Linked DNA regions of Mus musculus: region 2 is linked to region 1. A link is a contact called in public Hi-C data. All regions are on one chromosome and are shown on one strand. The core of a region is the stretch at or near the end of the contact, and the rest is flanking DNA. Distances in the headings are between cores, read along the strand shown. Region 1 overlaps Gm35884 (a long non-coding RNA gene). Region 2 has its middle 100 kb from the start of Pdp1.

What was found. A called contact is a pair of places that touch in the nucleus more often than the background predicts.
Region 2: a contact with region 1 is called in a Hi-C map of uterus, with 1.5 times the contacts expected there. The contact joins two enhancer-like sites. A contact is called at or near these places in 1 of 15 datasets of contacts at CTCF or cohesin (the NIH/3T3 cell line), 1 of 484 Hi-C or Micro-C datasets (uterus) and 1 of 115 datasets of contacts at active chromatin or transcription factors (large pre-B cells).

Annotation. Positions count from the first base shown.
Region 1 is chr4:11,667,720-11,675,260 of GRCm38.p6, forward strand. Gm35884 (a long non-coding RNA gene) reads right to left here. Exons shown (of 4, transcript XR_881129.1): 2 at 4,390-4,559; 3 at 1,741-1,899. Among named protein-coding and RNA genes, the nearest start is that of Gm35884, 4.7 kb to the right of the region's middle. Within about 2 kb of position 4,747, at least 104 of the 459 cell types and tissues checked have an H3K27ac peak or open chromatin away from gene starts, as enhancers often do. A contact at or near this core is called in uterus, where this site is marked.
Region 2 is chr4:11,858,802-11,866,342 of GRCm38.p6, forward strand. No RefSeq gene overlaps it. Among named protein-coding and RNA genes, the nearest start is that of Pdp1, 100 kb to the right of the region's middle. Within about 2 kb of position 2,805, at least 11 of the 459 cell types and tissues checked have an H3K27ac peak or open chromatin away from gene starts, as enhancers often do. A contact at or near this core is called in uterus, where this site is marked.

The DNA of each region.
Region 1 (7,541 bases), core at 3,497-5,996:
GTAGCAGTTGTGGCTGGGAGTGCAAAGAGACCTTCTACAGGAGACTAGACATTAGCTCTATAGATGAAGATCTTCTCCATGGCTTCCCACAGCGGATCCCAATGAAAAGATACAGTCTGTGGTTCCAAATTATTTATTGTCATCATGGAAAGTGGATTGGTAAAACTACACCCCACTTCTCAGGGTGGGCCTGAGATTAAATACCTTTTGCAGGGAGAAATGTCTAGGAAGGAAATTTTATTAGCAATGATCTCTGGGCCTCTAGGTACCTCATCAGCATGGAAATCTCTATCTTGAGCTTATGTGGTCACATCTCTTTTCCTATTGTCTTGGTCTGAGATGTTAGGGATGTTAGGGATGTTAGGAATGCCTCATCTACATGTGGAAGGGCTTGGGGCATTGCTCTTACATGACTGATGGCCACAAATCTATGTGGGGCTGTGGCTACGTGTCAGGGGACTGGTGCCTGGGAGCAAGTGAAGTCCCTACCATCCCTTCAGGGTCCTCAGGGGCTTCAAAGCCTTTAGCTCAACCATGGACCAGGCTACCTCTCATGGACCACTAACCCACAACAGTGTAGTTTCTTTCTGTTCCAAAGGGCTTGTAGCTAAGAGTTTCATTGTGTACGTTCTATGGGCATCATGGGAAGGAAACACCACTCAGGGAACCTCACTCCTCAAAATCCCATGATGTGAGCATGAATCCTGCTCACGAGACCGCAGCAACTCCCTGGAACTCAGTGCTTAGTTTTCTTACCTGTAAAGTGGAAACAATATGAATAAAGAATGAAATTAAGTACTACTTAGCACATCACACAGGAAGTTGTAAATCATCTGTTGCAATCCTCATTACATTAAAGATGAAGCCACAGTTTATATTCATGACTCCAACACTGCCTACTGTTCAGAATGCTCAGTAAAAATCTTAATGGAATTAGCTGTAGCTACTATAAAGGACGACAGGGTTATTGAGGCGGGAAAGACTTAAGCAAAAACAGTCAAAATGTTTAAAGGAAAGCTGGTAAGGAACCAGCTACATGGGTAACTAAGGATTTCCCTACAATTAGTCCATTTAAAAAAGGGTTTTTGTTCCTGAATTGGATTTGATTTGATTTGAGTCCCAGGTCGGGCACCTCCTGGCAGTATCTACTCTGTGAGACTTTAGGGCAGGCAAGTTGAAGCAGAACCCTCTGGGGTTTTGTCCTTCCCTAGAAGGAGCAGAAGGAGCCTCTCTGTCATTAGTCATGGGGGAGGGGTTAAGGGATTATTCCTGGCTTTGTAAACATCTCCAAAAGTGGCCACAGTCCAGCTGGTGATAGGAGGCTGTTGAGGAAAGAATTAGTCAGAAGACTGTCCCGCTACCTGAGACCACCAGTCTGTCACTGCCTTTCATAAGGATTAAACTGAAGCTCTTGGGGAGATATTTGTCTCCCTAGGGCCAGCTGTGGACCAGTTCAGAAAGCTTGAATTAAGAGAGTTTAAATCTAATCCTAATTCAGACACATGGTGTGTGACCATCTTTCTTCCTTCTACTTTTTTTTTTTTTTTTTTGGACAGGGTTTCTCTGTGTAGCCCTGGCTGTCCTGGAACTGACTCTGTAGACCATACTGGCCTCGAACTCAGAAATCTGCCTGTCTCTGCCTCCTAAGTGCTGAGATTAAAGGCGTGCGCCACCACTGCCCAGCATCCTTCTACTTTTTAAAGATTTATTTGTATTACTATTGTGTGTGCCTCACCTTACCTTACAGGTTGGAATTCAGGTTGTCAGGCTTGCAGCAAGCACCTTTTCCACCTTAGCCATCCCATCCTGCCAGCACCACAGAGGTAGGTTTTAATCTCAGTAGAGTAGAGCCGAAAGCCCCCCACCACACGGATGGGCCTCCTCCAGTCATATGCAGTCCTGAGTAAGACAAAAAGATCAGCCATCCTCCAAGAAAAAGAGGATTGTCCATCATCCTGTCTCTGGACCAAACCTACTACATCAGCTCTATTGTCTGAGGCAGTGGCTCTCAACCTCTGGTCTTGGACTCTTTGGGGCTGCACATCAGATATATATATTCATGACAGTAGGAATACTAAAGTTAGGAAGAAACAACGAAATAATTCCATAGCTGGGGTCCCCACAACAGGAGGAACTGTATTAAAGGGTCGCAGCATCAACAAGGCTGAGGACCACTGCTCTGAAGGCCTCAAGTATAGCACCAGCCCTATCTAGACCTATAGCCTGCTGACCTGCTTCACTGATAAGACTTGCCAATCAACAATGCACATTCAGTGTTGTGACAGAACACTGTTTAATCTGATGCACTCCTTAAGATTCACTCTTGTGTGCTACTCCAGGTCCTCCTGGGTTCTAACCTCATCTCTGGCAGTTACTTCCTCAGGATTCTCTGCTTCCAATCCACCCAGCCTTGATGCGCTGCCTGTAAATCATCCCCACTTCCATCCCAGCTCTCCATGCTGTAACTCTGTGTATGCTCATCCCCACCAAAGGCTTCGCCTTCCTACCTCCCTTCTCCATCTACAGACCCCACCTCTTCCCCAGTCTTCCTAACTTCTATATCGCCTAATCCCCACGTGCAAGTATGTGTGTACAGAATACAAACACACACACACACTCACTCATACTACACACACCACACACATACATGCCACACACACACACTACATATACATACCACACCACACACACACCATACATATTGCACACACTACACACACACACACACACACACACACACACACACACACATACACACATATATACCACACCTCACATACACAGACACACTACACACTGTGCATATACCATATATACACACATACAGAATACACATACATGCCACACACACTACACATACCACACCACACACACATACCATACACATGCCACACCACACACACATACACACAAACTATACACGTACCATAAATATACACACACCACACACACCCACACGACATACACATTATATACCACATATACAACCTACACACTATACACACATATCATACATACACACACACACACCACACTCACAGACACCACACCACACACCACACACACACATATACACCACACACCACATACATGCCACACACAACTATCAAAATCTATGAAGGACTAAGATTTTTCTCTACTTAAAAAGTACTGGTGTGGTGGTTTGAATGAGTGTACCCCCTATAGGCTCAGATGTCTGAATACTTGGTGGCCCTGTTTGGGTAGGATTAGGAAGGAAGAGGTATGTCACAGGAATATACTGGAGGAGGTATGTCACAGAAAGTGGACTTTGAGAATGTAAAGACTCGTGCCTCAGTACACTGTCCTTCCTTCCTGATTGAGGATCAAGATGTGAGCTCCCGGCTTGCTATTCTTGTCACCATGCCTGCTGCCTTTGCTCTGCCACCGTGGACTCTACCCATCTGGAGCCAGAAACCAAATAAATCCTTCACCCCATAAGTTGCCTTGGTCAAGGTGTTTTATCACAGTAATAGGAAAGTGACTTAGACAGATGGCTTGTCTTAACACAGTTCAAAGAGGCATGAGCAGGAGGCATGAAACTCTAGGGTCAGAAACAAAGACATTCACTACTGCAGCACAGAAGGCAGCCCCGTGAGCACCGTCTCTCTTGGGGAGGGTCTGCTATGAAGGGGCAGCTGATGCCTGCTCGTGCAGAGGAATTGTCTGACAGAAGGGGAAGCCAGTGTTTACAGAACTGGAGTCTTCTGCAATGAGCAGTGAGCATGCCTGCCCTCTGTTCCAGAAAGCAACATCACTGCTAACTTTCAAGACTACTCATCACAGAAACATCTCAAAAACAGCAGAAATTGGCCCCATGGTGATGTTCATCTCTAACTCTAGCTTTCAAGAGACTGAGGCAAGTTGATCACAAGTTGAAAGCCAACCCAAGCTACATAGAGAGTTAGAGAACAGGCTGGATGTTAAACTAAGACACAAAACAAACAAGCACACAAACAAAACAGTGCCAAGAAAAGTGCAGTCAGGGTCTCCTGATAAGACAAGCAGAACCTGGAGCAGCTGAGGCAGCATTCCCCAACCACTAGAAGAGAGAATCTGATACTTTAAAAATGGACTCTTGTGTTCAAATTTAGATAGACTACTACTCATACCAGCTGTGTGACTTTGAATGTATTTCTTACCCTCTCTGATCTGCTCTTCTCTCATCTAAAAAATATCCTAGCATCCACCAGAAATCACTGGTAGACAGAATTAATACATGCATACAGCTTAGCAGATTGCCCTGTACACAGTCACTGTCACTACTGTGGGCAGGATCTCATTGTCTAATCACAGAGTTTTGAAAGCCCAGCGTGGGCCACCTCTTGTGGAAGCCCTGACCCCTTCCTCAGTCTCCTTCCTGTTTCTCACCTAGCACAGGAGGAGGCAGGTCATCCACTGTGTTGTGTGTTCCATCTGGGGATGTTCTTTTCCTAAGTCTGGCCATTTCACTGTGTATAGAAGTACGCTTCGGTCTCCCCCAGCTCGATTGTTCTGTCCTGGAAGGGTCTCTCTCGGCATGTGATATTACACCTAATACACTGCAAAGGACATTAGCAGAAAGGTTATGCAGCCTAGGACAATAGAGACACCACCCTTCTCGAGAATTGAGGCCCCTGCATGCAGGCAGACAGCTGTTTGAAAAGAGCAATTCGGGGGACTAACTGAGCTGTGGAGGGTGAAGCCTGGCTGGCCTGCCACAGCCCAGCTGCTGCTAGCCTGCCTCCTTCATGTCTCTCCAGAGCTCACAGGAGGCACCCTCTGCAACTTAGAGAGAACCTGCTCCCTTGGCAAGGAAACAAAACCCTGGCTTCCAGAAGAAACTTGTTTGAAAAGAATTCATTGGCTCCAAGTTGTTTTGTGGTTGTCTGTTTGCAGGTTTGCTTGCTTGCTTGCATGCTTGCTTACTTGCTTTAAAAAAGCAACCCCTAGCAAGCCTATTTCAGGAACCACTGGAGAGGAAACGACAGTCCTGTAATTTTATGTCTTGCTCTGGGGCAGCACAGCGCATGTGCCTCTAACCTGCTGTAAACAGGGCACCGACTCACACTCTGCCTGGGCATTTTATTATTTAGTAACTGGCCAACAGTTGATTCATCCCAGATGTGCACTGTGCCATCTCTAGTCAGCCAAGAACAAATAGGCTGTCTAGGCTGTGTTCACCCGTGGGGCCAGGCCTCACATCAGCCCTATGCAGGCTGCGGCCCAACTGGGATTTTCGTCACAGGACTGGTTCTTTCGCAAAGCAAGCCTCACACTTAGCCAGTGCTGAGGAGAGCTGGCTCCGTGCCCACTCCTGTGCGAGTCTCTTCGCCCAGCTGTTGCCTGAAAAACTTTTCTTTTAAAGTCAAAGTACTATAAACTAGGGGCAACGGGTATAGCAAACAAATTGACAGGAGCCTTCCTGCAGAGTGGAAACCCTCCCTCCCTTCCCTCTGTCCCAAGACTCAGCTAGAATGGGAGGAGGTATATACAGCTGAAACAGCAGGAAACTTGCGGAAAGGAAGCAGGGTTCCTCTCATCTGCTGCTTTGCATGATCCGTTTCATAGCCTATGACAGATAGACTCAGAAATAAGCTTGAGTTCCCTGGACCCCTGAGAGAAGAATGAAAGACATCAGGGAATTGCTAACACCACCACACGGCTCTGAAACGTCAGCTTCCAGACCTCTCACACTGTGAGATATTTGTGGATCTGCCTGGCTCTTCCAGGACTCCCAGGTAATAGACTCAATGTCAAGCATCCATTCCACCAGCCTCAAGATCAAGGTTAGGGAGTCTTTCCTGGGGCCTGAGAGATAGGAAAGCGGGGCACAAGGGCTGCTGTAATCACTGATGGTCCTGCCCACTTACACAGGTCTTACTATGTGCCAGGCTCTTCACTTTTTTCCCCCTAACAACTGCATGAGGCAGACCCATTTAAAGTGTTGTTACTCTCAACGGTTCACAGATAGGAAAACTGAAGAGCGATTTTTTCACACCTGCCCAGGATCACTAAGCCAGTGCATGGCAAAGGCAGATGTGGTGGCCACCCCCACCCCCCAGGGCAGCATCAGAGCCGTTCTTTCCATTCCTTGGAGCATAGCAAGAGCTCTGGAAGGCAAACAGCTCACCAAGTGTGAACATGAGTAGGGAGAATTCAGTTGAACATTTCCCAGGAGGTGACTTCCAAGAGGCTCCTTTGCCCTTGTGCCAGTGTCTCACAGTCAAGATCACTGCATGTCCCTTCCACCTCGTGTCAAAGGCACTGAGAATTCACCAGGTGTTTCCTAGCACAGACAGGATCCCTGAAGTTACAGGCAAAATGTTTGGCTAAAGGATAAAGTCACTTTTAAAAAAAAATCTGTTATCCAAGAAAGTTACAAATCAGCCTGCTAGAGAAATCCATGAGATGCAGCCAGCCAGACTCCAACAGACTTTTAGCATCAACACAGAGACAGATGCCCTGTGTGGAGAAGAAAACAGAGACAGGATGTAAACCAGCTGCAGAAGTGGCTCTGGTGGATCTACACTTCAGGATGGGGGACTGGGCTCTGCAGGTAGCACGTGGCCTGGCCTGGATCCACCCATGTGAACTGAAGCCTGACTGTGCCCCCGGGTGTCTAAGTGAGGCTGCTGGATGTGGGAGGCACACTGCTCCTTTATGCTTAGCTGCCCCTCACTGTCACACTGCCCTGCCTTCTAAGCAGCCCTTCTGGCCCCTCCATGAAGGAACAGCCTGCCACTGTACCTCAGAATCTAGCATGGAAAAGATTCATGAAAAACAGTCAGCCCTCTCGACTATACATCCATTGATTCAACAAAATTCCAATGAAAAAGCATTTGGAAAAAAACAAGAGCAACTTGTCTGTACTGAGCAGGTACAGTCTGCCTTAGAGTCACTCCCCAAAAGTCCTACCATCACCGGACATTAGCACAACAGTCCCTAGTACTTACAACGCAGTTAAATATAACCTAGATATGATTTAAAGCACCCAAGCGAGATATCACCTGACGGCAGTTCGAAGTTTCAGAACTGCTCAGTACTTTTTCCTGGCTAAAACTCCCTCCCCCTGCCCCTGCCCCTGCCCCTCCCCCTCCCCTCCCTCCTCCCCCTCCCCCTCCCCTCCCCCCTCCCCCTCCTTCTCCTTCTCCTCCTTCTCCTTCTCCTTCTCCTTCTCCTTCTCCTTCTCCTTCTCCTTCTCCTTCTCCTTCTCCTTCTCCTTCTCCTTCTCCTTCTCCTTCTCCTTCTCCTCCTCCTTCTTCTTCTTCTGGTTTTTCGAGACAGGGTTTCTCTGTATAGCTCTGGCTGTCCTGGAACTCACTCTGTAGACCAGGCTGGCCTCAAACTCAGAAATCCACCTGCCTCTGCATCCCAAGTGCTGGGATTAAAGGCATGCGCCACCACGCCTGGCCTCCCCTGTTCTTCTTAAGTCCCTGTTCCGAGGCATCTTTAGGAGCTGCCTCTGCTCTCCTAAGGTTGCTGTTAGAGGGACCCAGCCACTATTTCAAGACTGATTTCATTTTTACCCTGATGAGCAACAA
Region 2 (7,541 bases), core at 1,555-4,054, 190 kb after region 1:
TTTCCACTAATGGCTCCATTTCAGATATTAAAATGGTAGATCTTTATAATTATGTGCAAATGGTACATTGCTATCCCCCAATGTTTTGTTATTAGTCATGGGAAAAAATGCATGTTGAAAGAAAATATGATGAATTTCCATCCGCCATCCAAACATTCAACACCTGATAAGTTAGCTCTGTTTGAAAGTGAGCTGCCAGGAAAGAGACACTTCAGTTTTTGCCTTTTACTTGAATATAGCTTTGTTTTATAAAGACATGAAAATAGGAAGGGGGCTTTTCGGAAATAGCAAGGGGATAATTAGGAGAGGACTAGGAAGAAGAGAGGGAAGAGGATAAAATCAAAGTACATTTCATACGGCTGTGGACATGGCATAGTGAAACCCCCTTTTTTGTACAATTGATAAGTGTTTAAAGAAGAGATAAGTTATCATGATGCTTCCTCCGATGAATACCTTCCACAGTAGTGCAAGCAGAGGTTGCAAATGCCAGTGAAGGGCTTGATAGAGGTCGAGGGATAATTATGCATCCATTAAAATGGTGTCTGTGATGAATTTTAGTTACCTTGAGAAAGCTTATAGACCTTGTAAATAAATAATACAAAAGTCAAATTACTTCAATTTAGAAGACCAATAATTAACAGGGTTCTGCCTGGGCATTAGAATCATAGACAATTCTCTTTCCCAGTGCATATGTGTATGATGTCTGAATTTACTGGATCATACACATATATGCTATATATACTTAATTTTCAACAAAATTTCTCAATGAAAATTGTACTTATATTGCTATTTAGAGAGGTAATTTGTCAACACATATTACCAGACATGCTCTTCCCTAGAGAAGGCTGAGCACTGTATGCCCACAGCTAATGTGCTGCCTGAGATCAAACAGCCTGCAGAAGCTTGAGCCCAGCCATCTTCTCCAGCTCCTGTCGACTGTGTGCCATAGAGAGAAGTAAGCACCATTTACCAGAAAACAAGAGAAAGCTTCCATCGGGGTCAATCCAAGATTGCATTCCTGACTCCTAACTTCTAATAGCTTCAGAAATTGTCCTGAATTTTACCTCATGGTGATCTTAACTGGTAAGAAGCACTAGCTGCCTGAATGTTGTGCAGGGAGGACCAGGGTGCGGTTTTTGAATCCTCATCCATATTAAGTAGGCTTTTCAGTGAAGCAGCTACCTTCAACTCACTCCTTCCTGTAGGTAACCCCTCACTCATGCGCCTGTGAATAGCGCCCCTAAAACACAGTGGTTCACCAGTCTAGACTTGCTGGAGTAATTTCTTTGGTTTGTTATTGGTACCCATCTGAGGTCGATAGAAACTTGCTAACAGCTCCCAAATAAAGTCATGAAACATTGGGAGTTTGTGACTGTGAGCTTATTTTGTTTTGTAGGCCTAGTGCAAACTCCCCATGGCAGGGGCAACACAGTGTTTTCTGCACCCCACACACAACATTCTGCATAGAAACTCTTAACGAATGAGGCCCACGGACCCAGTGCCCTCTCAGCGGTGAGCCCCTACTCTCTGGTCCTCCTCTGAGGCCTGCTGGCTCGAAAAGCCACTCACTCACTCACTAATGACAGGATTGCTTCACTCGAGTGGCAGACTGGTCTAGGGTCCAGTGGTTTGGGGACTCTTTCAAAAATAGAAAACGGACATCAGACTCATCCTGTGTGTCAGCGGCCTTCAGGGTATCTTCACAGATAAAGAGATGTAAGTGGGGCAGGAAGGTGGGCCGTGGTTCGGAAGGCAGCAGGCCTACATGAAGATCAGTCATAATTAGCCCATTTTGGAACACCAGGGCTGCTGCGCAGTCTGACAGCATGTCAGGGTGGGGTGAGTGTTTCCTGTGACAAAATGGAAGAAATAATTACCCTGCAGCTTCCCAGGTGACAGTACTATGGAAACCAAGTGGGCTGCCTTAGCTAGCCTGTGACTAACAGGAACTAAATGGGAAAGGCATGGCTTTGCAAATGAGAAATAAGAGACAGCACAATAATAAATTAAAAGTAGTGAACATTTGCACTAAAATTTTATCTCCAAGGACTTAATGGATTTTTTTTTCCTGAAAGCCACACGACAGAGATTTAGTCTCCCAACTGCCCAGAATTAAATATCTCAGACTTTGTGTTAGTTAGTTAGTTAGTTAGTTAGTTAGTTAGTTAGTCTGTCAGCCTTGTTTTGAGACAAGGCTTTCCTCTATAGCCTGGCTGTCCTATGGTGTAGCCAAGGCTGTGCTGGAACTCATTGTGCAGCCCAGGCTGGCCTGGAACTCATGGTGTAGTCCAGACTGCCTGGAATTTCTGGTAATTCTCCTTGTCTCTTCATCCTGGGTTTCAGGATAACAGGTGTGAACCGGGTGTGAACCAGGTGTGAACATCGTGCTTGCCTTTAAACTGAATATTTTTGATGTTTGACCAGAGAGCTAAGCAAAGTAAACTTCTACTTTAGACTCTAATGAAAAGCAGAAAAATAAAAATCAATAGTGCTTGACTACTTATTCTTATCATACGGCTCATAATCACAGGCTGTCCTTCGTGTCTGGTGAAAGTTTGTGGGCTCCGGAAGTGGCCAGCCCAGTCGGACAAGGCTATAGTCCTAATTGGCACTTCTGTTTCCATACTCTGATTGCCTTTGACCTCTAGAGTAATTTGAAATCAGATGATGTTTTGCTGTGGAAAGTTCTGTTCTTGGGAACTTGCCCAGGCTTTTGATATGGGAGAGCTGTTTACAGCTATTGCTTATAACTAACTCCCATCACACACCGTAAAACCTCCAAGATCTGGGTACTTTAGTTCATCCCACCAGAAGTAAATCAATTAATTAAAACCAACAAAGGAAGTTGACTTCCCACAGTAATGTGGACTGGAGAGAAGCCATAAAAGCTGGGGCAGAGCGAAAGGAAGGTTTCTCCTTCCTGGTACTCCAAGGGAAGCTTGCTTTTCACTGCCTCCTTTAAATACTAGGATACTAGGATGCTTGCTTGGGCCATGCTCATGGGAGACAGTGGTGTTAAGACCTAGTAGTTCTCTCTCCTGCATGCTACTGAAGCAATAAACTGAGACATGGAAGACTCTCTGCTCTGGTTTGAATGTTCCCAACAAAACCCATATTGAAATTGTGTGGTATTTTGAGACAGGTCTGCAGTGGGATATTTAGGAGGTCACTGGTCCTGATGGCTCTTATCTCGTGAATGGGATAACGTACTCATACACAGAGAGATTGATGGCCTCATGGGTTACAAGTGTGTCTGCCTTACAATTTAGTTTGGCTTTGTGTCTATGATGTCCTTGTCAGCTTGTGACTCTACAGAGAATGCCCACCAGCAGGAAGGTTCTCACAGGATGGAGCCTTTAATCTTGAACCTCCTACCTTCTACAGCCAGAAGCTAATGAACCTTTATTTTTATGAATTCTTGATTCTGTGATATCAAGCTATAGCAATAGAAAATAGACTTAGCTATGACTCACACAGTGGCAGAGGAACTGAAGTCTTCGAAAGGTTAGGAGAAAAGCTATGAACCCTTTCTTCTTAGGAGCCAAGAAGAGCCATTTTTCCCTCTCTTTTCCTTTTCTTTTGTGTCTTCTTTCAATTTTTTTTCGATACTCTGGATTGAACCCAGGGCTTTACACATGCGAGGCAAGCACTCTGTCACTGAGCTATGCATACCTTATTCTTTTATGAATTTTTTAAAGACTGAGTCCTGCTAAGTTACTTGGGGCTATCCTTGAACTTTGATCCTTCTACATTACCTTTCCAGGCAGTTTGGATCACAGGCCTGTGACAGTCCCAACACATGGAAGGACATTTCTGCCTTTCGCTTTCAGCTAGTGAGCAGTAAAGCCTGAGACCTGAGGGTGGACTTAGAGGTGGCTGGATGCTGAGGGGTTCCTCAGATCCCAGCTGACCTACTCCAGTCTGATTTACTGTCATTTTCTCAAAAAAAAAAAAAATCTCTCTAAGTTTAATTATCATTAGACTCATGGAAAGGCTCACCCAGCATGGCTGTCTAACTATCTAGACCGGCAGGGTGAGACCTAAGAATTTGCTAACCGCTTCCGAAGCTACACAGGTGCTGACAGTCGGGAGCCAGAATGGCCTAAAGTTAAGACCTGCCCCAGAGCATGGTAGTGCAATACTTGGATTTCTTTTACAGATGGAGTATTTCTGGGCAGCTGGCTATATACCTTTACCACATTGCTTTGAATCCTAAAGAAGTGATAAAAGTATTAAACCATCTGAGATGGTTTGTATATGCTTGGCTCAGGGAGTGGCACTATTTGGAAGTGTGGCCTTGTTGGAGTATGTGTGTCACTGTGGGTGTGGGCTTTAAGACTCACATACTAGCTGCCTAGAAGCAGTATTCTGCTAGCAGCCTTCAGATGAAGATGTAGAACTCTCAGCTCCTCCTGTACTATGCCTGCCTGGATGCTGCTATGTTCCCGCCTTGACAATGGACTGAACCTCTCTGAACCTGTAAGCTAGCCCCAATTAAATGTTGTCCTTTATAAGACTTACTTTGGTCATTATGTCTGTTCATAGCAGTAAAACCCTAACTATGACACCATCCCAGAAATGTAAGGCTTGGTTTATGAATTAGCAATAAGGAAATGATGAAGCCACAGTGAATAACTCTAAATTCAAAGGCAATTTGGTGCCTGGTGCTGTTTTGGTGGGTCTCTGGACAGAGAGCTCCTGGCAGTGGGGACCAGACCTGGGTACCTGTGCATTCACTACACTGGGCCTGGAAAAAGGAAGGAATTTTTTCCTCCCCAAACCAGAGTTGGGAGGCAAATGTCCCAGAGAGAAAATAACTCAGAGGCACCCCTGGCCCACAGCAGGGCTTCTGTGCAGAATATGCAAGTGACTTGTGGGTAACTACAGAAGGGAGGTCAAGGTAGGCTACAGAATCTTGGCTCTGTTGCCATTTTGCAAATGTATGACCACTGGGGGAGGGATGCTGTTGGAGCTGGAGCTGAGAAGGCAAAACGTCTAGGGTGGGAGGTGGGGTAAGGGGTAGTGGGAAGGATGAGGACCAGCATGCTAGACATCCATTGCAAAGTTCAGAAAATGGGGTCACAAAGAATTGTTGTGAGGACAAGGCTGAGTGGGCGCTACGTTTATCCCCAAAGTCTGTGTGGTAAGTTACACTCTATGTGAAGGCTGCGGGGTATGAGCCAAAGTGTGTGAGTCAGCCAAATTTGAGAAATTTAATTGATGTTTAGTTGTTGTAGTTTGGGCTGTTAGAGGGTCAGACTAGAGCTAGATATTTCAAGGCAACAAATTTAGTTTAGACACAATTTCTAGGAATTTTTCTTCACAATGAGAAAGTACTAATGCGTACCCTTGAATATGGGCTTTTTAGGGCTTACATTTTAAAGGCATTACAATGGAGCTGTTTTGTGGGTACCAGAAGACTATTTAGAAAATAACTCTTAAAACTCTACTAAGTCTTAAACAAATCGATATTTGGGACTTAAGATAAACTTTTATTGTTGAAACATTGTATTTACATATCTCAAAGTTACTTACCTGAAAATAATGTCTGAGTGGTTTTGTTTGTTTGTTTTGTTTTTTTTTTAATGAGGGCTCTGCCTGGCTGAAAAGTGATGTTCATCTTGGCAAAGACTGCGACCCAAAGAGAAACACAGAGTTTGTTTGTGTGAGATCAAGGAGGAGGAGGAGGACGGGGAGGGGGAGGGGGAGGAGAAACATTTTCCCACTATTAGACCTGGGTACCAAATCAATGAGTACCATATAAAGTATCAAAAAATGAGTACTATATAAAAAGAAGACATTTATCTATTCAGACTACATTTCTGAAATAGTCTTACATTGCTCAGAACCTCCTCCGAGGTTCTCATTGCTGCATATTCAGATGCTAGTGGTATTGAAGGGTTTTGGATACAAGAGGCCTTAGCACCTGCCAGCTCCTTCATCTTTCCTCGTGTCGTTGGTGGCTCACCTCTTTCCTTGGCTCTCCAGCTCCACATGAGTTCTCTGGTTTGATTCACCTTGTGCTTCTATAGAGGAACCTCCACGTGCTAAGAAGGCAAAACACCACATTCTTTTTCTACCCCCCATAAGCCCTCTGAGTTTTTGTTTGTGTGCCCTTGGGGGCTCTATTGTATAGAAGCCCTATTCTATTGTATATGAATAGCTCATGGCTCTGTAACATGATGGGGTGTGCTAGTTAGATTCTGACTATATGGTGAGAGTTGATGCTTCTGACCTTGCCCAAGAGACTGTGTTCTTAGGAACCAAGCTCAGCTTCCACAACGTGGCAGAGCACCTGCAGGTGAGGTCAGAGCTACACAGAAAAAGAACGCAGGTGGCAGTATTTGAAGGGACAGTGGCACACTCAGTTGCTAAAAGAGGGTCAGTGCATGTCACCATTTTGGGTAAACAAATACTTTCCTCGTTCTAATGAATGGTTTATTTATTAATTGATTGATTGAGGTTCTGGGAACAGAACCCAGGTCCTTGTGCATGCCAGGCAAACTCTGTGACACTAACCCACATTCGAAGATCTTAATCAGATAGTAGGGGCTATTGTTACTATTATTGTTATTGCTATTATTGTTATTATTATTATTATGTAATTCTAACTTGAACTTCTGCCTCTCCATGCCCAGCTCCTCAGCAAGCTGTCTAGGCCAGAGAGGATCATACACAGATGCCACTGGTCTTAGGAGTGATGAGGCAGGGAGGCTACCATTCAGGTTACTCCTTCAGTCTGGAGAAGTAAAGGAGCTGACAGAGCCAAGAGCATGGACAGAGTCTGTGAGTCACAGCTGGGTCTCAGCTTATTCATCAGATGAGCCTAGAGCTGATGCTAGACCAGAAGGGATGGGGCGGGGGGGGAAGGGGGGGGAGAATGTGGCTTCTTTTTATAGCTTCCAAGTATCTGGAAATAGAATGGTAAAAGATTTGGGCTTTGTCAGGCCAACCAGGTTTGCATCTCAGTTTGCTATTATGAGCAATAATATGATGAACGACTTCATACCAATCACATCTAGTAATTGTGGAATTTAGGGTGTATTCATGAACCTGTTTGCTTTTTATTTCTTTGAACCAAAGGAAAATTGTACAGATTAAAAAATAACTTTAAGATAAATACGTAAAATGGCTGGAGAACATGATCTGGCATGTGACTAGTGCTCTAAGGGCATCAATTATTACTGTGTATATTAAAGCATTTCTTTGAAAAATATTTGACCATGTAACTAATGCATCTATCAAGCGAGTCCTGTCCTGTAGAATAATACATTCTTGTACTTAGTCCATCGAGCACATCACACTGTCCTCTGACAGGTTCCCAGAATGCCCTCCCCTCTCCACTACCTGTAAACACCAGAAATAAATATTAAGACAGAATGGGCTCAGGGAGGGAATGAGTCCACAAACTGAGAACAAATAAGGAGCTCTTGAGAGAAAAACCAATGGTGCTGCAAAGACGGGTAGAGAGCCATTGATCACCACGGGGTTGTTTCTTGTGATCTCAGCGCTAAGGAACTACTCTGAAGGGTCAGTACAAC